2 separate regions of the Capra hircus genome follow, and region 2 is linked to region 1. The links are chromatin contacts, called in public Hi-C maps. All regions are on one chromosome and are shown on one strand. Each heading gives the region's core, a stretch centred on a gene start, on an enhancer-like site or on the middle of the called end of the contact. The rest is flanking DNA. Distances are from core to core; before and after follow the strand shown.

The links. A called contact is a pair of places that touch in the nucleus more often than the background predicts.
Region 2: a contact with region 1 is called in a Hi-C map of blood, with 2.5 times the contacts expected there. The contact joins two enhancer-like sites. A contact is called at or near these places in 2 of 5 Hi-C or Micro-C datasets (both in blood).

Annotation. Positions count from the first base shown.
Region 1 is chr3:17,448,112-17,452,858 of ARS1.2, forward strand. SLC2A1 (solute carrier family 2 member 1) reads right to left here. Exons shown (of 10, transcript NM_001314223.1): 3 at 1,874-2,034; 4 at 1,484-1,724; 5 at 318-480; 6 at 44-231. Among named protein-coding and RNA genes, the nearest start is that of SLC2A1, 22 kb to the right of the region's middle. Within about 2 kb of position 2,865, at least 5 of the 5 cell types and tissues checked have an H3K27ac peak or open chromatin away from gene starts, as enhancers often do.
Region 2 is chr3:17,573,932-17,578,262 of ARS1.2, forward strand. No RefSeq gene overlaps it. Among named protein-coding and RNA genes, the nearest start is that of SLC2A1, 100 kb to the left of the region's middle. Within about 2 kb of position 2,265, at least 1 of the 5 cell types and tissues checked has an H3K27ac peak or open chromatin away from gene starts, as enhancers often do.

The DNA of each region.
Region 1 (4,747 bases), core at 1,615-4,114:
GATTGGCGGGGGGCACAGGAGAGGATGGGTACGGGGCACTCACAGCGTTGATGCCGGACAGCTGCTGGGACAGCTGCAGCACCACGGCAATGAGGATGGGCTGGCGGTAGGCGGCCGAGCGGAACAGCTCCAGGATGGTGACCTTCTTCTCTCGCATCATCTGCCGGCTCTCCTCCTTCATCTCCTGCAGGTCGCGGGTCACGTCTGCGGTCCCACGCAGCTTCTTCAGCACTGAGGGGGCCGGAGGGAAGGCGGGGGCGGCTCAGCGCGGGGAGGAGGCCGGGGCCGGGGGCGGGGAGGGGCAGGGCCCACCGTACCGCTCTTGGCCCGGTTCTCCTCGTTGCGGTTAATGAGCAGGAAGCGGGGGCTCTCGGGGCAGAAGGGCAGCAGGACGCACTGCAACAGGGCCGGGATGAAGATGACGCTCAGCAGCAGGGGCCACAGTTCCTGGTTGCCCATGATGGAGTCCAGGCCGAACACCTGGGGGAGGCAGGGCCGGAGCAGCGGCTGTGAGGGATCGGCTCAGGGCTCGCTCCTGCTCCGCTCGCCCAGGGGCCTTTCCCTGCTTTAGAGAGAGGGCTCTAGTTCTGAGTCTAGCTGTGCAACTAATGTGAGGCTTAACCTCTCTGAGGGGATTCCCTCATAGCTCAGTTGGTAAAGAATCCACCTGCAATGCAGGAGACCCCGGTTCGACTCCTGGGTCGGGAAGATCTGCTGGAGAAGGGATAGGCTACCCACTCCAGTATTCTTGGGCTTCCCTTGTGGCTCAGCTGGTAAAGAATCTGCCTGCAATGCAGAAGACCTGGGTTTGATCCCTGGGTTGGGAAGATCCCCAGGAGAAGGGAAAGGCTACCCACTCCAGTATTTGGGCCTGGAGAATTTCATGGACTGCATAGACCATGGGGTCGCAAGGAGTCGGACCCAACTGAGTGACTTTCACTTTCACTTAACATCTCTGAACCTTGGTTTCCTCATCTGTGACAAGGGGGAAGCAGGACCTGCTTAACAGCATTGGGGGTGGGGGTGGGGGTGGGGGTGGGGGTGGGGCCCGGTGGGATAAGATAGCAGGATGGCAAATGTGTCTGGCAGGGGGCAGGGGGACTGCTACTCTGCCACAAGATGGTTTGGGGATGGAGAAGGGAGAGCCCTGAGAGGGGAGTGCGTACATATATACAGGTATCAGGGCCCGGAGGTGTGAGAGAGATGGCATGTTGAGAAACCAGTGGGCTGCCCTGTGCTTGGGTCCCCAGGGTGAGAAGAAAGGATGCAAGGCTGCCTGGGCGGGGATGAGAAGGGCCAAGGCAACTGGCCTTGCTCTCCCACCAGGAATGGGGAAGCGGGGAGAGTGATGAACGTGGTGTGTTCTTGGGACCTGTGCCTCGGATGTGTCCACGAGGCTGTGCTCTGCAGGGCTGCGGAAGGCTGGGCTAGGAGTCGAATCTGTACACACACCCAGGGGACGGAGCCATGGGTGGGTGCTTACCTGGGCGATGAGGATGCCGACGACGATGCCTAGCTGGTGCAGGGTGCCCAGGGCCCCCCGAAGCTCCGTGGGGGACACCTCCCCCACATACATGGGCACAAAGCCAGTGGTCAGGCCGCAGTACACACCGATGATGAAGCGACCCAGGATCAGCATCTCAAAGGACTTGCCCAGTTTTGAGAAGCCCATGAGCACAGCAGACACGAAGGCCAGTAGGTTCATCATCAGCATTGAATTTCGCCTGGAGTGGAGGAGGTCACAGGTCAGGCAGGTCCCTGGAAACCCCAGGGGCTGGGTCGTAGATAATTCCCTAGGACAGGCAGGGAGGGCCCCCTCACCCCAACTCCAAGCTGGGACTCCATGGGCAGGGCCAGAACCCCTTCTGCTCACCGGCCGAAACGGTTAACAAAAAGGCCCACGGAGAAGGAACCAATCATGCCTCCCACCGAGAAGATGGCCACGGACAGGGACCAGAGTGTGGTCAGTGTGGCGGGCGGGATGGGCTCCCCATAGCGCTGCATCCACGTCTGGTTGTAGAACTCTTCAATCACCTGCAGGAGAAGCAGCAGCCTGGTGGGTGAGGCCAGGACCCAGGCGTCCTCTTCTCTCACACGCCTCCTCAAAGAGGACCATTTTACCCCAGGATGCTGGAAGGGGCCCAGGGCCCCAGCACCAGGCCCAGCCCCTGGTCCCTCCCCTTCTGTGGGCTTCGGTCCCCCCACCCCCACCTCCTCATGAGAAACAAGGGGCTGGACTCTGCCTGCCAGGGAGAGTGGTGCCAGCTCTCACACCTCCCCCAGGTGCAGGTTCCAGGGCCCTGTGGTTTCCGGTGCTCAACAGGACTTTCTGGGGACGATGGCAGGTGACCAGCACTGGGAGTTCAGGCAGTGCAGAGGGGCTCAGAGACAGCGCTTCTGCCTGCATGCCCCCTTTTCCTTCAAGGTGCCAAAGGCCACTGGCCACTCTGGCTCTCTCCCCAACCCCCCTTCCTGGGGAGGAAATACAGCTGAACAGAGGCCCTGGGAGGAAGGGAAGAGCAGGCTCACTTTGCACCTAGGGCCTGGTGTGAGCACCTTGCACCCAAATGCTCGTGACACCCAGCTGCTGCTTTCTATCCACCAGGCCCAGCCCCTCCTGGCTGGCCTGGGAGATCCCCCCCGAAGGACCCACGGCCTCGTCCTCTCCCAGCTGAGCAGCTGGGAGGTTCGGGGAAAAGCTACAAACAAGGAAGCAGCTCCAGGAACTGGAGACACCTGTCCTAGAGCAGGCCCGCCCGCTGGCCCTGCCGCCACCAAGGGGAGGGCCTGGCCGCTCAGGCCCAGGATATGGCAGGCGGGCAGCACCGGTTCCGCCTGCGCTCACTCACTCTACTCTCAGCTGACGCAGATACGTGCCCAGTGCCTCAAGACGGGCCAGACCCGCCCAGCCACGTGTGGAGCTGGGCACAGGCCCAGTGTACCCAGAAACAACTTCCTGTGTACCAGTGCCATCACACACACACACACACACACACACACACACACACACACACACTCGTGCTCACATGATCTGAGTATTCCTGGCTTCAGCAAGTCACAAACCTGCATACCCCTGCGGCCCTCACCACCTGCAGCTCAAACTCAACTCCACACCAGCCCATGCCAGGCGCACCCCTTCCCACCTCAAGGTCGGGTACACTGGGCAGTATGCAGTCTCTCACACAGTACGATTCCCGTCGACACTGCTCTTTGACTGTCCCTAACATTCCCAAGCCCCACGGTCCCAGGAATGCCCACTCAGTGATCTATTTGTCTGTCCAGGGAAGCTGGACTCAACCAAGTTCAGACTCAGCTCTACCCCTCATCTCCAGGGCAAGTGTCTGTACCTCGAATGATGACATTAGCAATACCCACTTCATAGTGCTGTGGGGAATGAATGAAACACACTTGCAGTGCTCTCACCGTGCTTGGGACCACCGCAGAGCCGAGGAGCCCGCCACGTTTCGGTTCTGACTCAAGGGCAGCGCAGGCCACTGACAGGCTGACGGAGCCTGCCCATGGGTCAGACTCACGGCTCCTGGTGGTGGCTCTGCCTTTGGCCTATGCGCTGTTTCCCCACCTTCCGCGGTTACTCCCCCTGAGCACCTGCCCTGCCTCACCACGCGGAAACCTTTTGAAATCCAGCTCAGAGGGTTGCACGAGTCCGTCCTCCCTGAGGGTGGGGACCCCAGTGGATTCTCCCCAGGGCCTGTCCCAGGGCTCACGCAGGATGAAGGAAGCCATGAAAGGGCTCAGGCTCTCCTGCTAGAAGCCCTTACTTCCACCAGGGGCACAGAAAGCAGATTTCAACCAAACACACACAAAGTGCTTGTGTTCTTCAAGGGACAAAGCCAACCCCAGAGGAGGACTGCTGGGCACAGCAACGCTCCATTTATCAGGCTCTGCAGAGAGCGAGCTGTCCTGGATAAGGGAACTGCCCAGATAAGTGACCCTCACCCCTTGGGGGGGGGCCCACTGTCTGGGTGGAAATCTTTCTCCCTCCTATCCCTTACCCTCTGCTGCCCTGAGGGACGTACAAGCAGGGCTCAAGGGCACTCCTGACCTGCGGCTCTGCAGGGCCAAGGTGAGATGTTTGCTCCAGGGGGCATTTAATTTTTGCACTCTGTAGTTTACCCCCAACCTCTGTGGTTCAGATGTTTGTCTCACAGAGCTCTCCACACATCTGTCTTAAAATCTGCCAAGCCAGTTAATGAAGCTCATTTGAATTGTGCGTAAAGAGTGAATATGTATAGTATTTGAGTACTGAGTGCTTACTACCTAAATGGGTTTAAGGGCATGAGGCTGAGGTCTTTAACCTTCTTGGGGTTTGGCTGGAGATGTTGAGGACCCATGTGTAAGTGAGGTGTCGCCAGAGTCTCCCCAGTTACATCTCTCGAACGTGGTGACAAGTCAGAGGGACCAAGCCCTGTCCTGGCTTGCTCTTCCTTGGTTCTTGAGCCCCTTGCTGCTTTGACCACTGTATGGGGTTGAGGGAGGCTGAGCAGCCAGCCCCCTCCACCCTGGGTCCAGGTTCATCCTCTTCACCCCCAGCAGCGCCTCTTGGCCGAGTGGAGGCTGCCTGGCAGGTTTTTGCCTCTGGACCCGGTGCTTGAGATTTGTGGGAAGAAGCCAAGTGAGGATTCCCTTTCCTGCAAGTGGTGTGTAGGCTCTCTTCCTCCCCTGCTGGGGGTCCATGCCCTGTGTCGGGGGTGAGGCTGACCCTTGGCTCAGGAAAGGCAGAGGATCC
Region 2 (4,331 bases), core at 1,015-3,514, 130 kb after region 1:
GGCAAAGGGGAAGAGGAAAGATATACCCATTTGAACTCAGAATTCCGAAGAATAAATAGCAAGGAAAGATAAGAAAGCCTTCTTCAGTGATCAATGCAAAGAAATAGAGGAAAACAACAGAATGGGAAAGACTAGAGATCTCTTCAAGAAAATCAGAGATACCAAGGGAATATTTCATGCAAAGATGGACACAATAAAGGACAGAAATGGTATGGACCTAACAGAAGCAGAAGATATTAAGAAGAGGTGGCAAGAATCCACAGAAGAGCTATACAAAAAAGATCTTCATGACCCAGATAACCAAGATGGTGTGATCACTCACCTAGAGCCAGACATCCTGGAATCTTGAAGTCAAGTGGGCCTTAGGAAGCATCCCTATGAATAAAGCTAGTGGAGGTGATGGGATTCCAGTTGAGCTACTTCAAATCCTAAAAGATGATGCTGTGAAAGTGCTGCACTCAATATGCCAGCACATTTTGAAAACTCAGCAGCGGCCACAGGACTGGAAAAGGTCAGTTTTCAATTCAATCCCAAAGAAAGGCAATGCCAAAGAATGTTCAAACTACCACACAATTGCACTCATCTCACATGCTAGCAAAGAAATGCTCAAAATCCTCTAAGCCAGGCTTCAACAGTACATGAATCATGGACTTCCAGATGTTCAAGCTGGACTTAGAAAAGGCAGAGGAATCAGAGATCAAATTGCCAATATCTATTGGATCTCAGAAAAAGCAAGAAAGTTTCAGAAAAACATCTACTTCTGCTTTATTGACTACTCCAAAGCCTTTGATTGTGTGGATCACAACAAACTGTGGAAAATTCTTAAAGAGATGGGAATAACAGACCACCTTACCTGTCTCTTGAGAAACCTGTATGCAGTTCAAGAAGCAACAGTTAGAACTGGACATGGAACAACAGACTGGTTCCAAATTAGGATAGGAGTACACCAAGGCTGTATATTGTCATCCTGCTTGTTTAACTTAAATTGGAGTACATCATGTGAAATGCCGGGATGGATGAAGCACAAGATGGAATCAAGATTGCTGGGAGAAATATCAATAACCTCAGATATGGAGATGACACCACCTTTATGGCAGAAAGCAAAGAAGAACTAAAAAGCCTCTTGATGAAAGTGAAAGAGGAGAGTGAAAAAGTTGGCTTAAAACTCAACATTCAGAAAACAAAAGATCATGGCATCTGGTGCCATCACTTCATGGCAAATAGATGGGGAAACGAAACAGTGACAGATTTTATTTATTTGGGCTCCAAAGTCACTACAGATGGTGACTGCAGCCTTGAAATTAAAAGACGCTTGGTCCTGGGAAGAAAAGCTATGACCAACTTAGGCAGCATATTAAAAAGCAGAGACATTACTTTGCCAACAGAGGTCCATCTAGTCAAAGCTATGGCTTTTCCAGTAGTCATGTATGGATGTGAGAGTTGGACTATAAAGAAGGGTGAGCGCCAAAGAATTGATGCTTTTGAACTGTGGTATTGGAGAAAACTCTTGAGAGTCTCTTGGACTGCAAGGAGATCCAACCAGTCCATCATTAAGAAGAGCAGTCCTGACTATTCATTGGAAGGACTGATGCTGAAACTCCAATACTTTGGCCACCTGATGGGAAGAACTAACTCATTTGAAAAGACCCTGATGCTGGGAAAGATCGAAGGCAGGAGAAGGGGATGACAGAGGATGAGATGGTTGGGTGGCATCACCGACTCGATGGACATGAGTTTGAGTAAGCTCTGGGAGTTGGTGATGGACAAGGAAGCCTGGTGTGCTGCAGTCCATGGGATCGCAAAGAGTCGGACATGGCTGCGTGACTGAACTGAACTGAACTCTTCAGGCCAGCTGCCATCACTGTGAAATGGTAGAAACAGAGGCTGAGAAAAATCAAGTGACTCTGGCCATCATTATCCTGCAGGTCAGATAGTTCCTTTAAGTCTCAATTTCTTTATCTGAAAAATGAGAATCACATTTATCCACTCTGCATGCCAGGACTCTGGTGAGAATGTAGGTAGATGAACAGTTATGATGCCCAAGAGCAATGACTGTTTTGGACAGTATTTGGACCCATCCATCTCACTTGTCATAGAGTAACCCTATGAAGCAGGTTCTTATTTTGTGCCCTGTTTTTCTAGGTGAGGAAATTGATTTGGAGAGGTAAGGTCACTTGTTCAAGGTCACAGATAGGAAGTGGCAAAGTTGGATTCAAGCCCAGGTCTCCCAGTTACCAACACCATGGGTCTTTACACTGCACCATTCTGCTGTGTGGCACAGGCCTGAGCAGGAGGAGGACCGGAAGGGCTCTGGGAGACTGTGGCCCATTGCACCCTTGTTTCTGCTGTTGTTTTCCCCAGGCACCACCATCTGTGGGGAGTGGCTGCCCTCTGGTGTTCTCAATGTGACTTGTCCCGACAAGGAGGAGCGTTGACAACTTGCCTGTCTCAGAAGTGGGGTGGGATGAGCTTGGAACAACCCCAACTCGTCCTTTCAGAGTTTAGAGGTTCAGGGAAAGTTAGTGCACACTCAATCTCACCGCATGCGAGGCTATTCCACTGAGGGCTCTGGGTAGAAGCTTCGTTGATTTCTGCCTGCATCTGCCTCTCATCTGGTGTCATCTTGCAGGTAAGTGGCCACATTCTGTTTCTGGCTTGAGTGCTAGTTAGGAGGGTGTTGCATTCTTCTTTAAACTCTGCATTAGTGTTTCATAGGCACGTCTATGGGTCGCACAGAGTCGGACACGACTGAAGCGACTTAGCAACAGCAGCAGGCGCTTCTGTATCTACACACACTAGAAACAACTAGAATTGTTGCCATCCTTGTGGGGCTGTTTTTATTCTGTCGATGAAAGTTTTGTCATTGGACTGGCATCAGATTGCACGGGCGCCACACCCAAGGATGTGTGCTTGAAAGGGCTTTCTCACATGTTAGCTCATTGTATAGTCACCATAACCTTATGAAGAAGCTTTTTATGATCATTTTACATATGAGGAGATAGGCTCAGGATCCGCTTGGACTTGTCTGAAGCCTAAGAACTTTGTGAGATACCACACTGCCTCCCTGTGGCAGCCTTGTGGGCTAACCAGCCTGTCCAGTTGCCTGCCCAATGCAAAGATGTGCTTCTTTCTTTGTGACTGAAGGTGCCTAATGCGATCACTATGCTTCACCTTGGAGGGAGCATTCCAGAACATCCTATTACTATAACTACTCGGTCTTCCAGGCTTTGACTTCTATAGGCCATTGACTTTAGCCAATTACAGGTGATTTTTTTTCCCACTGGTAAATTCTATTGTTTAATGGAGAATATTTACCATTTTTTCACAAAATCTCTCAAAAAATAAGAGAGGATGGGACACTTTCTACTTCATTCTATGAGGCAGTGTTACTCTTATACCAGAGCCACACAGAAGACATCATAAACACAGAAAACCTTAGGACAATATCCTTAATGAATATAAATGTAAAAAGTCCTTAACAGAATACTACCAAATGGTATTCGGCTACATTTAAAAAGGCTTATACAACACGGCCAAGTGAAGTTTATCCCAAGGATGGAGAGTGGGTTTAATACCCCGAAATTTATGTAGTACACATTAGCAGAATAACGGACAAATAGTACCTAATCATCTAAATAGAAACAGGAGAAAAAAAAAAAAAAGCACAGTTCAAAACCTTATATCTTTTCATGACAAAATCACTCAAAAAGCCAGAAATTGTCAGGGACTTCCCTGGTGGCTCAGAGGTTAAAGCATCTGCCCGCAGTGTGGGAGACCAGGATTTGATCCCTGTGTTGGGAAGATTTCCCTGGAGAAGGAAATGGCACCCCACTCCAGTATTCTTGCCTGGAGAATCCCATGGACGGAGGAACCTGGTGGGCTACAGTCCACGGGGTCGCAAAGAGTCGGATACAACTGAGCGATTTCACTTTCACTTCACTTTCCTTAATCAGACAAGGGCCGGCTACAAAAACGTCCCCACAGTTAATATCATACTTGATGTAAAAACCTGAATACCTTACAGGTGATCATTTAAGTAACTGCATGCCAAGGACTGCTAGTAGTGTCCCCTTTTCCAATATCAATGAGGTCATTACTACTTTTGCATCCAAACAGATTGGAAAACAAATTCCAGAACTATTTGCAGAATTGAAGACTTTCAGAGCTTAGTTAGGAAGATAGAAGCAATTCGATGTATTCTGGGAATAAAAGCTTCAATACAGAATTAGGAGCTTACCCAACTGTGGAAAGAGCCAGTCAAGCTGGGGGAGTGGAAATCAAGGCAACTGTTGCTGAAGGTCAGAGAAGCTCACACACGAGATCTCTTCTTC